Linked DNA regions of Mus musculus: regions 2 and 3 are each linked to region 1. A link is a contact called in public HiChIP or PLAC-seq and promoter capture Hi-C data. All regions are on one chromosome and are shown on one strand. Each heading gives the region's core, a stretch centred on a gene start, on an enhancer-like site or on the middle of the called end of the contact. The rest is flanking DNA. Distances are from core to core; before and after follow the strand shown.

The links. Promoter capture Hi-C pulls out the DNA fragments that hold promoters and counts their contacts. HiChIP or PLAC-seq counts read pairs in DNA pulled down with a chosen protein or histone mark.
Region 2: a contact with region 1 is called in an H3K27ac HiChIP or PLAC-seq map of acute myeloid leukemia, with 22 times the contacts expected there. The contact joins the enhancer-like site here to the promoter of Ercc4 in region 1. A contact is called at or near these places in 8 of 39 promoter capture datasets (the 3T3-L1 cell line, 3T3-L1-derived adipocytes, cranial neural crest and 4 more) and 4 of 115 datasets of contacts at active chromatin or transcription factors (acute myeloid leukemia, astrocytes, embryonic midbrain and 1 more).
Region 3: a promoter capture Hi-C map of hippocampal neurons shows a contact between it and region 1, with 11 times the contacts expected there. The contact joins the enhancer-like site here to the promoter of Ercc4 in region 1. A contact is called at or near these places in 2 of 39 promoter capture datasets (3T3-L1-derived adipocytes and hippocampal neurons), 2 of 115 datasets of contacts at active chromatin or transcription factors (astrocytes and embryonic stem cells) and 1 of 9 other capture datasets (embryonic stem cells).

Annotation. Positions count from the first base shown.
Region 1 is chr16:13,107,652-13,111,982 of GRCm38.p6, reverse strand. Ercc4 (excision repair cross-complementing rodent repair deficiency, complementation group 4) reads right to left here and starts at 2,247. Exons shown (of 11, transcript NM_015769.2): 1 at 1,842-2,247; 2 at 72-252. The coding sequence starts at 2,048.
Region 2 is chr16:11,657,030-11,661,360 of GRCm38.p6, reverse strand. It overlaps Snx29 (sorting nexin 29), which reads right to left. Exons shown (of 21, transcript NM_028964.4): 18 at 734-815. Among named protein-coding and RNA genes, the nearest start is that of Gm32100, 75 kb to the right of the region's middle. Within about 2 kb of position 1,795, at least 37 of the 459 cell types and tissues checked have an H3K27ac peak or open chromatin away from gene starts, as enhancers often do. A contact at or near this core is called in acute myeloid leukemia and pre-B cells, where this site is marked.
Region 3 is chr16:11,822,530-11,826,860 of GRCm38.p6, reverse strand. All of the region lies in intron 3 of Cpped1 (calcineurin-like phosphoesterase domain containing 1), which reads left to right. Among named protein-coding and RNA genes, the nearest start is that of 4833415N18Rik, 45 kb to the right of the region's middle. Within about 2 kb of position 1,855, at least 30 of the 459 cell types and tissues checked have an H3K27ac peak or open chromatin away from gene starts, as enhancers often do. A contact at or near this core is called in hippocampal neurons, where this site is marked.

The DNA of each region.
Region 1 (4,331 bases), core at 998-3,497:
ACGTTTAGCAGAGGAGACAGACAAAAATAAAAATGTTCACATTGTAGATAAGAAAGATTTCAAATTCTTACCAGTTATTAAATCTGAAGGTATTCTACCTGTCAAGAAATCAACCACGAGTATTCGGCTTGTTGCAAATATAATACCACCCTGCGTGTAGACTTCATAGCGACTGTTACTTGCGATTTCATTTGTCACTCGTCGAGGGAGATGTTCAACTCCTTCTATCTTCAACTGATTGATAAAATATTCCTAAATCAAATTAAACTCATTAGTAAGCTGCTTAGTACAGGGCAGGGAAGTTTTAAAATAGGCTATAGGGATTTAAAATGATGTCTCCATTCTCAGAGCTTATGAACATCACAGCAAACATGCAAACTAAGTTATTCTTTTATACCCATCAGTCAATCAGGTCACTTTAATTAAGGTTTTGTTTTGTAAGGTTAAGTTGTGCTTTGGAGTTTATATTAAGAAATAATTGTGCTCCAGTCATTATTTCCATTTCAACACCAAGCCACAGAACCTTTTAAAACTTTGGGTTAAAAGTTTTCTACTCTTCCGAAGATCCTGAGTTCAAATCCCAGCAACCACATGGTGGCTCACAACCATCCATAATGAGATCTGACTCCCTCTTCTGGAATGTCTGAAGACAGCTACAATGTACTTACATATAATAAATAAATAAATTATTAAAAAAAATCTTTAAAAAAAGTTTTCTACTACCTAGAAACTACTTCCAGCCAAAGTCGGGTTTTGAGACAAGGGATTCCTCTCTGCAGACAACACTTTAGACTGTTAGATCAGTATTGATACTTCCTAGAGAGATGCCAGAATGTCCATAGGTCCAATGGCCCATTAGTCTCTCAGTCTAATGCCACTTTTCTGGGCATCTTACATTGCACAAAGTACCATGCCAAGCACTGTAGATTCCTGGGGAATCCAACAGGGCCTCAGCCTTTAAAGGAGTTGTTAGTGACTCTTCTCAGCTGACATTTTCTTCCTGGCCACTACACCTAGGGGATCATCAGATTCATCATGCTAGGCTATGTCCACATCTCTCAACATCCGCAGCAAGGCATGTCTCATTCCACTGTCCTCAGGATCACCTGTTCTCTGTAACCCAGATTGATCGCTCCCTTAGCTTTAACTTCTGCACCCCCACCCCCATTTCCCTAATCCCTCTTCTTTTGTTAAGTCTCAAGGTCTCCTTTTCTACTAGAAAGTAATAACTCTCAGAGACCCTATCATCCTCGTCATTGTCCTTTTAGGGACCACACTCTGTCCTCCAAACACCCTTATATCCAACTTCAAACTCAAACACTATTCCTACCCAGATTCTGATACCGTCTCTCCTTTGCAGTGCAATTCAATCCACTACTCTACCTCAATGTGTAGCCTACTCGCCCCTCTCCTTTTCAGTGTTAAGGAGTGTGTGGGACCCGTATTCTCAGTGTCCTCAAACTGTGTCTGGGCCCTGTATTCAATGCTCTCCCATGTCAATAGAGGAACCCAAGACTTTCTTGGGATGCATTCTATACTTGGCAGTCATCCCGCAGTGTCAGAGTCCAGGATCTCCTTCCAGGACCCTCACTCAATGCCCTCCCTTGTCGTGGCAGCCACTTCAATTTCCCTGGGGTTCCCTTCCCTCCTTCGCAGCGACTTGGAACTGTGTAGGTGCCCCGCATCTCCCCCCTGGGATCTTAATTCATTCCCTTTCGTGCCCTGTTTAAGATCTGCATGGGCTCGGAGTCCCTGCAACCGTACAGCTCCGCGTTCCTACCGCGCCGATCTCGCATCGGATGTCCCCCAAACCCTTGGGTCTACCCATCCCGCAGTCGCACCTCCTCGGCCGGCTGCGTGTTGAGCACCAGCACCAGGCAGGCCGGGTGGCAGTGAAGCCGCAGGAAATGGTAGAGGAGCCGGTCGGTGCCGAGTCCGCGGGCACACACCACCAGCCCGTCGCTGTCGAGCAGTTCCAGCACCTGCTGCCTCTCGTACTCCAACAGCGGCGCCATACTCCGCCGTTCGCCCGACAGGCCTGGCTCCATGGGCGCCCTTCCGGGACCGCGGCCGCACGCTGACGGAAAGAGCCGAGTCCAGCCGAACGCTGGCCGAACGCAGGGAGAGACGCCAGGGCCGAAGGAGCGCAGAACAGATGTAACTGCAATGGCCGACTGAGAGAGGCCGGATGTAGCCGAAGGGAGCCGAGTTCAAGAGAGCCAACCGATTGTAGCCGAAAAGGAATCGAGGCGGGGACAAGTGTGGCCGGAATGTGCCCGAGCCCAGGGCAGGTCTACCCGAACTCAGCCGAGAGGCGCAGAAAGCGTTAGCGCGCGTGCGCGCGCGTGTGTTTAGGTTCCCCATCCTTTGGCTCTCTAGACCTAGGCATAAACTAACAAAATGCAAACAGAGAAGTCTAATCCGCGTAATCCTCCAATACCGACAGTTCAGAATGTTGCTGTCAGTATTCCAAGTGCATCCAGAATCGACATCGTTTTCCTAGTGTGAGGGTTTTGTCTCTACTTTTGCAAGTATTCCTCCCCCTCCCCGCCTTGAAAATTTTTAATAAGCACAATACCTTATGAGTTTCAGTCTCTTGTTTGCAAAGGTCTTGAACTCAGTAAGTTATTTTACAAAGCCTCCATCAGGTGCCAGTTGCAGCCGCGTTCCTTCCACTAGAGGGACATCTTGGGTCGTGTTTGTAACTACCTAAAAAAACCTCCAGGTAAGCAATCTAGGAGGCATTCTCTCTCAGAATTCTCCATTCCCCTTTATTTTCAGCCCATACGAAATACAAATGAAGGCAAAATAGGATTGTTCCATTACTCAGGAATAACCATGGTTAACAACATACTTTTGCGTGCCCCCTACCCTCTGCCGCTGCTCAGTTTGTGCGGCTGCTTGCCTGCTTAATTATATGAAATAATAAACAACCAAGATTCGAAACCAGATTTTTGGTTTCTCCAGGTGGGACAGGCTATCTCACTTGTTGAAGTAAATTCAAGGCCAGCCTGAGCTAGAGATGGAGACCTCCAGCACAAATATAAAGGGTGTTAGGATGTAACTTAGTGGTAGATCCTGAGTTCCGTCACAAATTTTCCCTAAATCTCTGTCCTTTATGTGGCTGGGTTTTCTGTAATGTGGAGGCATATACTTGTCTAGTTACTGGAGAACGTTTAGTTGGCTCCCACTCCTCCCACCAGCACGCAACATAGCATTTCACTAGCTTAGTTCATACAGAAGTTCACTCAAACCCTCAAGGTACGTTTCTCGAATGGACGATTAGTGGGAGAAAAAGGACACATTTATTTGAGTTTGCTCGACCTTCATTACATTGCCTTCCCGTTTACCAATCTCCCTTCACATCAGCCGCTGCAAGTGGATTTGTTTTCTCTCTCTCCTCTGCTTCTTCCAGCGTTTTCCTTCTGTCTAGTCACAGTTAAAAGAGCATCTAATAATTTCTGCATCTTCCTGAAGTGGACAGAGATGCCTGCAGACGCTTTCCGCGCAGCATGTCTGGGAGCCAGGAGATAATGCCTGCAGTTCAACAAGCCGGTTATATAATCAGGCAAGGCCACAGAGCTGGATGGTATGTTTCTTAGCGTTGGTTCAGGGTACAGTAAGTAGTTACTCAGCACACATTCAGAGGTGGGTGTGTGGGTGTGTGGGTGATTCCTCCCAGGTTGTGGCAGGCAGAATAATGCAACCCAAAGATTGAATTCCCAGAACCTATTATTTTTCATGGCAAAGGAGACTTCACAGATGTCATTGAGCTAAACTCTTGAGATGGAGAAATGATATTGACTTATCCAGGTATGCCCAATATAATCATAAAGATGTGCTTAGGGGCAAAGGAGAGGCAGGGGACTTAGCTTCAAAGGGGACTGTGAAGGAGAAACTAAGGTCAGAATGAGGTAGAAAGTGCCAGGAACAGAGCGTTGAGGAGCTGAGGAACTCCTGCGTTCTCCCTTGGGAAGCCAAGACGTATCCCAGCCACCCCCAACAACCCACTGTTGGGGGACGTTGCATTTTTGTTATTTTAAACCTCTGTGTTTATGGTGCTTTGTTGCAGCAATAATGGGAAAGGGATGTACACGCTTTTCTTATTTTGACCACACTGAACTTTGAAGATGAAGTTCTCCGCTTATCCAAACAAACAAACAAGCAAGCAAATGAATAAAACTGCAGATAGGACCGTTCGAGGGAGAGGTTATTTTAGAAGGTCAAGGTTTATTGAAAATTCAGGCGTATACAGAGTGACAGGGGTGTAGCTCAGCGGAGGAAGCGCTTACTGTGAAAGCCTGGGTACCTGTGTGTGGTCCCTAGAATCC
Region 2 (4,331 bases), core at 546-3,045, 1.5 Mb after region 1:
ACAAAGCTTTCTAAAATGTTTGTGAACATCAACTAGAAGCACTGTAAGACAAAGGCAAATACCCATGTTATATACAGAACTAAAAACACAAACATAAAAATCCCCCCAAGTCTGACTGCAGACCAGATCCAAATTGTACCAGGCCTGCAGAGCTAAACCCTAAAGCAGTCATGTGAACAGAGCTTAGACACTGAGGCACTGAGTGGAGACATCTGCACTCTTTGCTTATCAAGCATCTAGGGCTCTTTTCTTTTGCAATGGGTAACTTAACTGGGCATGGTAGCACATGCCTGTACTCCACACACTTGCAAATTCAAGGCCAGCCTAGGCTATATACCAACATCCTTAAAACAACAACAAAAGCATAGTCTTGTTTCATTTCGGGCATCATGTCCCATCTGCCCACTCTCAGACATGTGGTTGAGTGAGATCAGTGCCAACCCAGGTACCAGCAGTGGGTACAGGGAGCCAGATTGGGCCAGCTATGAAAATCAAAATCCATCACCTAACCCCAAGATTCAGCCATAGACCAGAGATCCAAGAAGGACTATGATATGGTCCAGGCCTTGGCTGAAGCCATGCAGAAGGCTGAGTATACGGTGCTGCTGGGAAACAGCCATCAAGCCACAGACAGAAATCAACAGCAACACTAGCACTAGGCAGGAAATGGTGCCAACATGCAAAGCACCATGGCTCCACAACCATGATGTCTACACAAAGCCCAGGCACTTACCTGATACACATGGAACGCATTGGCTGCTTTGCCTCGGAGAAACACAGACGGGATCCAGACATTGATCAGTGCCCGATTTGATCTGACCAGAATAAAGAGATGAGAGGGGCCATTTTTATTTGCAAAAGAAACCAAAAAACAAAATACAAACAAAAACAAAAAAACAAAAGCAGGCTAAGGGACTATTTTCTCCAATAAAAGGCATTTCAAATAAGACACTTATACAACAAACATGTATTATCCAAGATTCAAGATAATTTCTAAAGAAACATATAGAAAAGAATGATCAAAAGAAGGTAAAATATACCAGAAGAAATATATACCAGAAAGGAGATATATATATATATACATATATATATATATATACACACACACACATACACACACACATATATATATATGTGTTTTTTATGCCTTTATATATATATATATATATCTCATATTCATATGATATATATATATACATATATGAATATGAGAATATATATATAAGGCACACACACATATATGTATATGTATATGTATTTATTTAAACTTACATATGTAGTGTATTCTCAAGAATAAAATGTTTGATCTTCAGTTCTTACCAGCTAAGTGGCCTTGACCTAGGATGCAGCTGAAACTCAGCCACATCTGATAAAGGAGCAGTAGCAGGGAGCCACGGGAGGCCACCCTATGGTACCACCTCCTCTACACTGCCTGATTTCTGACCTTGATCTCCATTTCTACACAATAGCTCACAGAAGCAATACCTGTGGTTTTGAAAGTGACTTGGGATTGAGGGAGAGACAATATAAAATAATAAATTAGAAAAACTCAGATGCCAGGTACAGATACCCTCTTTAGATGTCTCCAAAATACTGCATATAATGCATTTGTGCTTTAATTCAGTGTTCAACTTGACACAACTGAGGAACTGTTTCCATTGGTCTGGCCTGTGAGCATGTCTATGAGGCACGTTCTTAATTGCTAACTGAAGCAAGAGGACCAGTCTGCGACAGACGTCATTCCCGGGTAGATGGGTCTGGGTTGTAACAGGGAGGTAGAGAATGAGAGGAAGCAAGCTAGCAAGCATTGCTCCTCTGTGGTTTCTGCTTCAAGCTGCTGCCTGAGTTCCCGGATGATGGGCAGTAACACATAAGTCAATAAGCCTTTTCTCCCCAGGTTGCTTTTGGTCATGGTATTTATCATGGCAACAGAGATGGTCACTAGGACAAGCAGTCTAAGACAAGCAAGATGTAAGCTGCACTACATGGAGGCATGGGTCAGTGGCAGAGCACTTGCCTAGCATAAGCCAGTGCCTGGGCTCCATCTGCAGCACCATCAGAATAGGAAACCTCAAATGCAAATTCATTTCCTGAGGACATTAACTGCACAGCTCCATGTTCATGTACACTGACTCACTCAATGCCCATGAAAACTACTTAAGATGCATTTGAGGGCATTTTGGCTATATGGCAGCTCTGCCTTATGGTACGACTTAGGGTACACAGTGCCTAACCTGCCACAGCTCCATTAACCTGAAAGTAGGGACTATGGCTCTCCAGGGAGAGGAGCCTTCCCTGAGCACCCCTGCTCAGAGCTTGTCAGCTTCCTGAGCTTGTAGCATAGGCCAGTGGTTTTTGAAAAACTCTACAACCTTCATGTTCTCACAGCCTCCAGAGTGAAAAGCATTCTATCTTCATGCACACACACACACACACACACACACACACACACACACACACACACACACACACACTAACCCTCAGGTAAGCAGCCCTGGCACTTGTACACTCGGCCAAGGTGGTGATCTCCTTCCAGGGGACAAGCAACCTGAGTGATGTATTCAGGATTGAAAACACAATCAACAATTCTGAGCCATCAAATTGGCCTGTGTATCCCGTGGTACTCCACAGGAAAAGGTCCCAAACCCAGACAGGAGTACAGAGTAGCAACACCCTGGTTCTGCTCTGTTCCCCACAGTGCTAAGGCCAGTGATCCTGCAGGGCCAAAGCAGGTGTCTCTATACTGGGTCACATGTTCTAATTACAGACCATTTACTGCACTGTTGGAAATGACTATCTATGTGACTCTCCTGCATATCATCTCTGCTGGTCCTCTAGTCCTCCCCCTATCTATCACTCATCTGTTCATAGAACAAGTGTCCAGCTAGGACCTTCTACAAGGCACATACAATGCAAAGCATAAGAGACAGAGGAGCTGAAAAAACAGACATAGCTCTCTCCTTCATGGAGTATCTTGTTCACCATGAAAGCTGCAAATTATACAAATTATTCTACATGGACAAAGGAAATAGTATGATTTGAGTTTTAAAATTTTATTGAGACATGGTCTAACCTGGAGATTGTCTCATGTGAATTTGGGAAGACATTTTTTCTAGCTTGGAATCAAGCTAGAATATATATATATCTATAGGATCCACAAAGGCTCATGTGTTAAAGGCTTGGCCCTAATAGGAAAGGTCACAGGACCTTTAGCAAGTAAGGCAGAATGGAAGAGAATTATGGGGTCACAGTGTTTCCCTAATTCTCTTTGCTTCCCAGCACCATGAGGCAGGCAGCTTGCTAGAACCATTGCATCCTGTCTCTGCACAGGCCCAAGAGCCATAGGTCTACCTTACTATTGGTTGAAACCTACAAAACAAACAAGTCTCTCTACTCTATAAGCCAATTGCCTTAAATACTGTTACAGTAACAAAGCGCAGACTAACACAAGTGTGTATTCTATTTGGTGGAGTGCTCCATCTGATATGTAGCTATATCTATAGCATCTATACACTTATCTATATCTATCTATATAACTTTCTATCTCTATATCTATTTATGCTATGCTTAACTGTGTTATAATATTGCTCAGGTTCAGTTACCTTACTAGTCTTTCTAGCTGCTCTATTACTGGAAATGGTATATGCAACCCTGACTGTCATAGAACTGGCTTTGTTTTCAACTGTGGTTGGGCATTTATACTGGAGGGTCAAGCTCAGTTTTGACTTTGATCATTCTTCCCACCCTCCCCACCACCACCCATTTTCTCCTCTACCACATCCACCTCTATGGCAGCCTCAAATGGGGCTCCTAATGTTCTGTGCTGACCACAGTCTCATTCCAGTTGCTAACATATTCCACAAAGTTGCTTCCAGGACTTTCACCCTATGAAAGGGGTCACTAAGACTCAGAGAGAGGGGCTTATCTGAGATCACAATGTTGTAAGTCCAGTGACAAAGATTTCAACACAGATCTCCTGGCTGTAAACAAAAGGTTCTTTCTAACATTCTGCCTCCCCCATGCTCTAAAAATAGCTTTTCTAAATGACCCTTCGCCTAGGGAGGCAGGACTTCTGTTGTTGAGACAAAGACTCACTGTGTCTAGTGGGTCTTGAATTCCTGGGTCTGAAACTAGAGAGGTTGGACATGCATCCACTGACTACAACTAGGTGAAGAGAAGGAGGAGGACCTTCCTGGTTCTGGGCCCATGTTCCTGAGGGGCCTGAGGAGCCTATGGATCACCAAACAGAAAGTGTCTGAAGACTGACTATAATTGCTCCCCAGTAGAGCATTCACACAGAATCGGGGCCAGACAAAACCAGAGCAGTGCAG
Region 3 (4,331 bases), core at 606-3,105, 1.3 Mb after region 1:
CTGAGCTGCCCATCCCAGGACAGAGCACATGCCATCTCTGAGAATGTCCAGATGCTGAGAGGATCCACAGTGCTAACAGGGTGCCTGTGGAGGAAGTGTGGTAAAACTACCCAGAGCCTGTGGGACACAACAGCTGGAGCAGGGTTTCTTGTCAGCACATCCCCTGAGGACTGTGTGTGCTTCTGAAGTGAATCCCATGGCCCCATCCTGTGAAGGTTGATGTCTACAGCTGGTTGGTGCCTTTGTGTAGGACCAACCCTGTCCCTAGGCAGAACTAAATAGGAAGCCAAATTATGATCCAAAAGTTGGTTTGTAAGCGTGAAACTTGGTGGTGTTTTCCATTCTTGATGGTTTTAGACCTGCATCCTGTGGACTCTGGGTCCAGTAGGGTCTCCTTGCCTGGCAGGACTGTGTTCATTTGGGGCCTTTTTCTGCTTCCTTCATATTGAATCAGCTCCAGCCAGGCCCTCTGTACATTCTCCAACCCCTGCACAAGGTCCAGCTCTTCCTTCAGCTTGCCCTTCCCAGAAGTCCTTTCCTTTTGCTCTGGCTGTGAGACCAACTCAGGTTTCTACCTTTTTGGTATAAAGCTCTTCTCCCCTCCAGTTCCTGGTCAGCGTTGTCTTGATCCAGCTCTTGTCAGTTGGACATGCTGAGTCTCTCACTAGACTGTCAGCTCCTTGAAGGTCCATCTGCCCTGCCTTTAGGTATGACTCAGGGCTCGGCTCACAGGAAGGCCTCTGTGATGTGGATGGAGTGCAGGGCAGGAAGGAAAGTCTTTACCTCATCCAGCCCTCCACGGCCCGCTGACAGAGCTCAATGGTGTCCAGGACACACTCTATGACAAGCGCAATGGAGAAGACTCCATCTCATATTGTCTGTCCTGTGCCTTCCACATCGTAAGGTGTGCGGCCTTTGTCTTTCCTCCCTGCCTTTCATCTAGGTCACTCAGTAATCTGTTTCTCCTGCAGCCCTTCTTTGCCCCTAGCCTTAGGATCCTCACCTAAATCTACTTCAAGTAGCACTAAAGAGCTCGAAGCCCCTCCTACTGTGGGTCTCCATTGCGTGCTAAGCCTGGCCATCAGACACAGAACAAACAGGCAACATCTGCAGTTGCAGTTTCTGTGTGGACAGAACCGCGCCGTGCTGCTAGGTTGGGAGGCTTGGATGGCAAGCCCTGTATATGTGTGTCTCAGGGGCAGGGCAGGGCTGCTACTTGACCAGGCAGAATGTGGACAGTGGCTGAAGCCACAGCAAGAGAACTTGAACCCATTTTGGAAAGTCAGGCAGTCAGTGATATTTTGTAAAATGTATTAACTTAAAGACCGTGATAAAGCTGGGGTGACAGTGGCAGGTGGTATTTAATGTTGCCTCTAGCTTTTGTCCCCACAGCAATAGTATTTCCTAATACTATTTCAGTCTCGGTTTTCTCCTTGTGCTAAAATGCCAGTGCTCAAAAATATGTCAGAAGCTCATCAGATGATCAGGGTAGCTTTTAATTACAATAATTGTGTTGTTATAAAATATCCTTTTAAAGAATACATCCCTCCCCAAGCCACTGTGGGGATAAAAACCCTGCTTCCTTCCAGTAAGTTTAATGAATAATTCTGAATCATTGTGTGGGATGAATAAATGATTTAATAATGAGCATCAACAATCATCTCCCATTGTTGCATTAATTTTTGTAAATGGGATGAGGTAAATGAGGAGGAAGGGCTGTCACCATACAATAGACCACCATTTGTGTAGGAATGTGCTCTGTGATCCAAAAGATGAAGAGCTTCCAACCTCAGGTTTCCCTAGAAACGGATGCTTCCTGTTTCTACTTTTGAAGTCATTGACGGGGGTGGGGAGCGTCTTTGTATGGAACAGAAACACTGTCAGTAACTGGTGGAAATAAACAGGTATCAGGGCAGGACAGGCGCCCAAATGTGAAGCAGCGCTGCTTATTCGCAGTCTTCTTTGCTCGGCCTGGGGATAATCAGTTTCATCATATCCCAGGGATGCAGAAATTGGTTTCCCCCTAATTCACCTGATACCGAACTGGAGTCACAAAGACAGAGCGTAGATAATGAAACCTGGGTGGAAGGTGGAGGTCGGCTCGTCCCTCAGGCCTCTCTCAGCAGCAGGTTAGTGTGTGACCCAGTTAATGCCGATTGCAGTTTAAATTTCCCATCTTAAAAAAGAGAAAACAGGGAAGTCTCTGGCTGCCCATGTTTCCCCTTGATGTCTCGGCGATACCTTTTCTTTCCTCTCATTCTCCTCACAGAGCTTAAGGATGGTGTATTAAAGAGCCCGGGGCACATTTGGCAATTATAAAAAATTCCAGCAAGTTGATCTTTCTTGCAAAAGTTAATGAGTAATTTCACAGAATTCGTTTCATCTCTAGTATTTGTGTGCTTTTTAACAGAGAAACAGAAAGAAAGGGCGAGCTCTCAGCCCTTGGTTGCAGCCTTAGGATTTCAAGTTTTTAGAGAAGGTGGAGGTCAGACTGCATTACAGACAGAGGAGAACTTTAGGCCGTCTGTCTCACCACTACCACAGCTGTCTATATCCTGATGCTACCAGGAAGTGGATTCTGCTTGTGTTCATTAGAGGAAGTCCAACCCTGAGCCTGTCACACACTAGTGACCCCTTGATAAAGACTCACCGTTTAACAGGGACAGAGCCTGGCCTGGGTCACATCTCCCTAGCAGCAGCATTGCCGGGATGCCCACACTGCCTATAATGGCCAGCTGAGATCTGGATGGGAGACACACTTCCTAGAGCACTGCATCTTAAACTGAGATGTGCCCACATATGGGGTCACACTACTGAATATGGGATGGGAGACAGGAAAAGAAAACACACAGTGATCAAAAACTAACTCAGAATCAAACCCATCCCAACTGGAAGTGTTTCCAGCAGTATTAGCACCGTGCTGTATTGTCTGCAGTACACAGCATCCTTGCCGCCTTGGTCCTTAACACTCAGTGTGTGCACTTAGCATTATGCACACCATCACACCATGCGACACCCGCAGATGCTGCTGCCCAAAGTGTCTTTGCTCAAATTTGAGATTATTATATGTTATGAATTACAGGGTGTTCTTAAATGTACATGTAAAGTGTTCTGCTCTTATAGGAACATAATAGCTTAATTGCAGAAAACAAAGATGATTGTTTTCAACTCTCATTGCTTAGCGTGTAAGAACCAAATTAATGTATCTCTGGGTGGGGTTGTGTCAGGATGGGTTATTTTAAAAACTATTGTTTGAGTTGCTGACTGAGTTTCCTTTAAAATATGTTAATGGGCTTGGTTGTGATTAGGGCAGATATTGTAGCAGTTTCTGAAATGGCGTACGTGTGCTTCTGCTATCTCAGACTATTTATTTTCATGAGTTGACAGTCCTGGTATTGTAGTTGTAGTCAAAATGTCCACTCTGTAAAATGTCTTATATATTCAGCCAAGATTTAATTCTCTTTTTTAAATTTTACATATTTATTTTATGTGTACAGGTGTTTTGCCTATGTCTGCGTCTATATCATATATATGTTTGGTGCCAACAGAGACCAGAAGGCTGTCAGATACCCTGGGACAGGAGTTACAGGTGATTGTAAGCCATTATATGGGTGCAAGAAACTGAACCCAGGTCCTCTGGAAAGAGCCACCAGTGCTCTTAGCTACTGAGTCATCTCTACAGCCCTAAGATTTAATTCTTCCTATAAAATAAACAAGCAAGTCCATCTCATTGGTATACAGATTTGCTTTCATCTTTAATAAATGCTAAAATTATACATCTACAAAGAATTACAATGAAATAACTATGAGTTGTTGTCAGCAATTTTTTATTTACATACCTCTTTTATATTTCAGGATTGTATAAAAATCTCTCAAGCAAAATAGTATCATAAGTAGAAAAATTTAAGAAACACTACTCTAGAGTAGGTATTTGTAAGATTTTTCTTGAAAAACATTAGGCTGTAAATATTTGGGGTTTACCTGACCTGAGATCTCTGTAGAGCTATTTAGCAACATTTCTGTAATATGTAATTGGCAAGAGAGAACATGTCTACAACTGGTTATAGCCATGTTCCAACTATTAAAAAAAAAAAAAAAAAAAGGTGGTGGATCTGCCCCTGCCTCTGTCCGAGACATGTTCCCTCCCAAAAGACACTAGCTTTCTGAGTCCTTGGGTAGAGAGTGTGCATGCGTGATGGCTGTGTGCTTCCTGCAACCTGCTGTGGTCATGTGGCTGGCTCAGTATAGGGGTCTGCCCTCAGAGAACCTCCCCTGCTTCTCAGTTCATATTCCTGGGTGAGCCCAACACTGTGCCTGGGGCCTGTGATGCA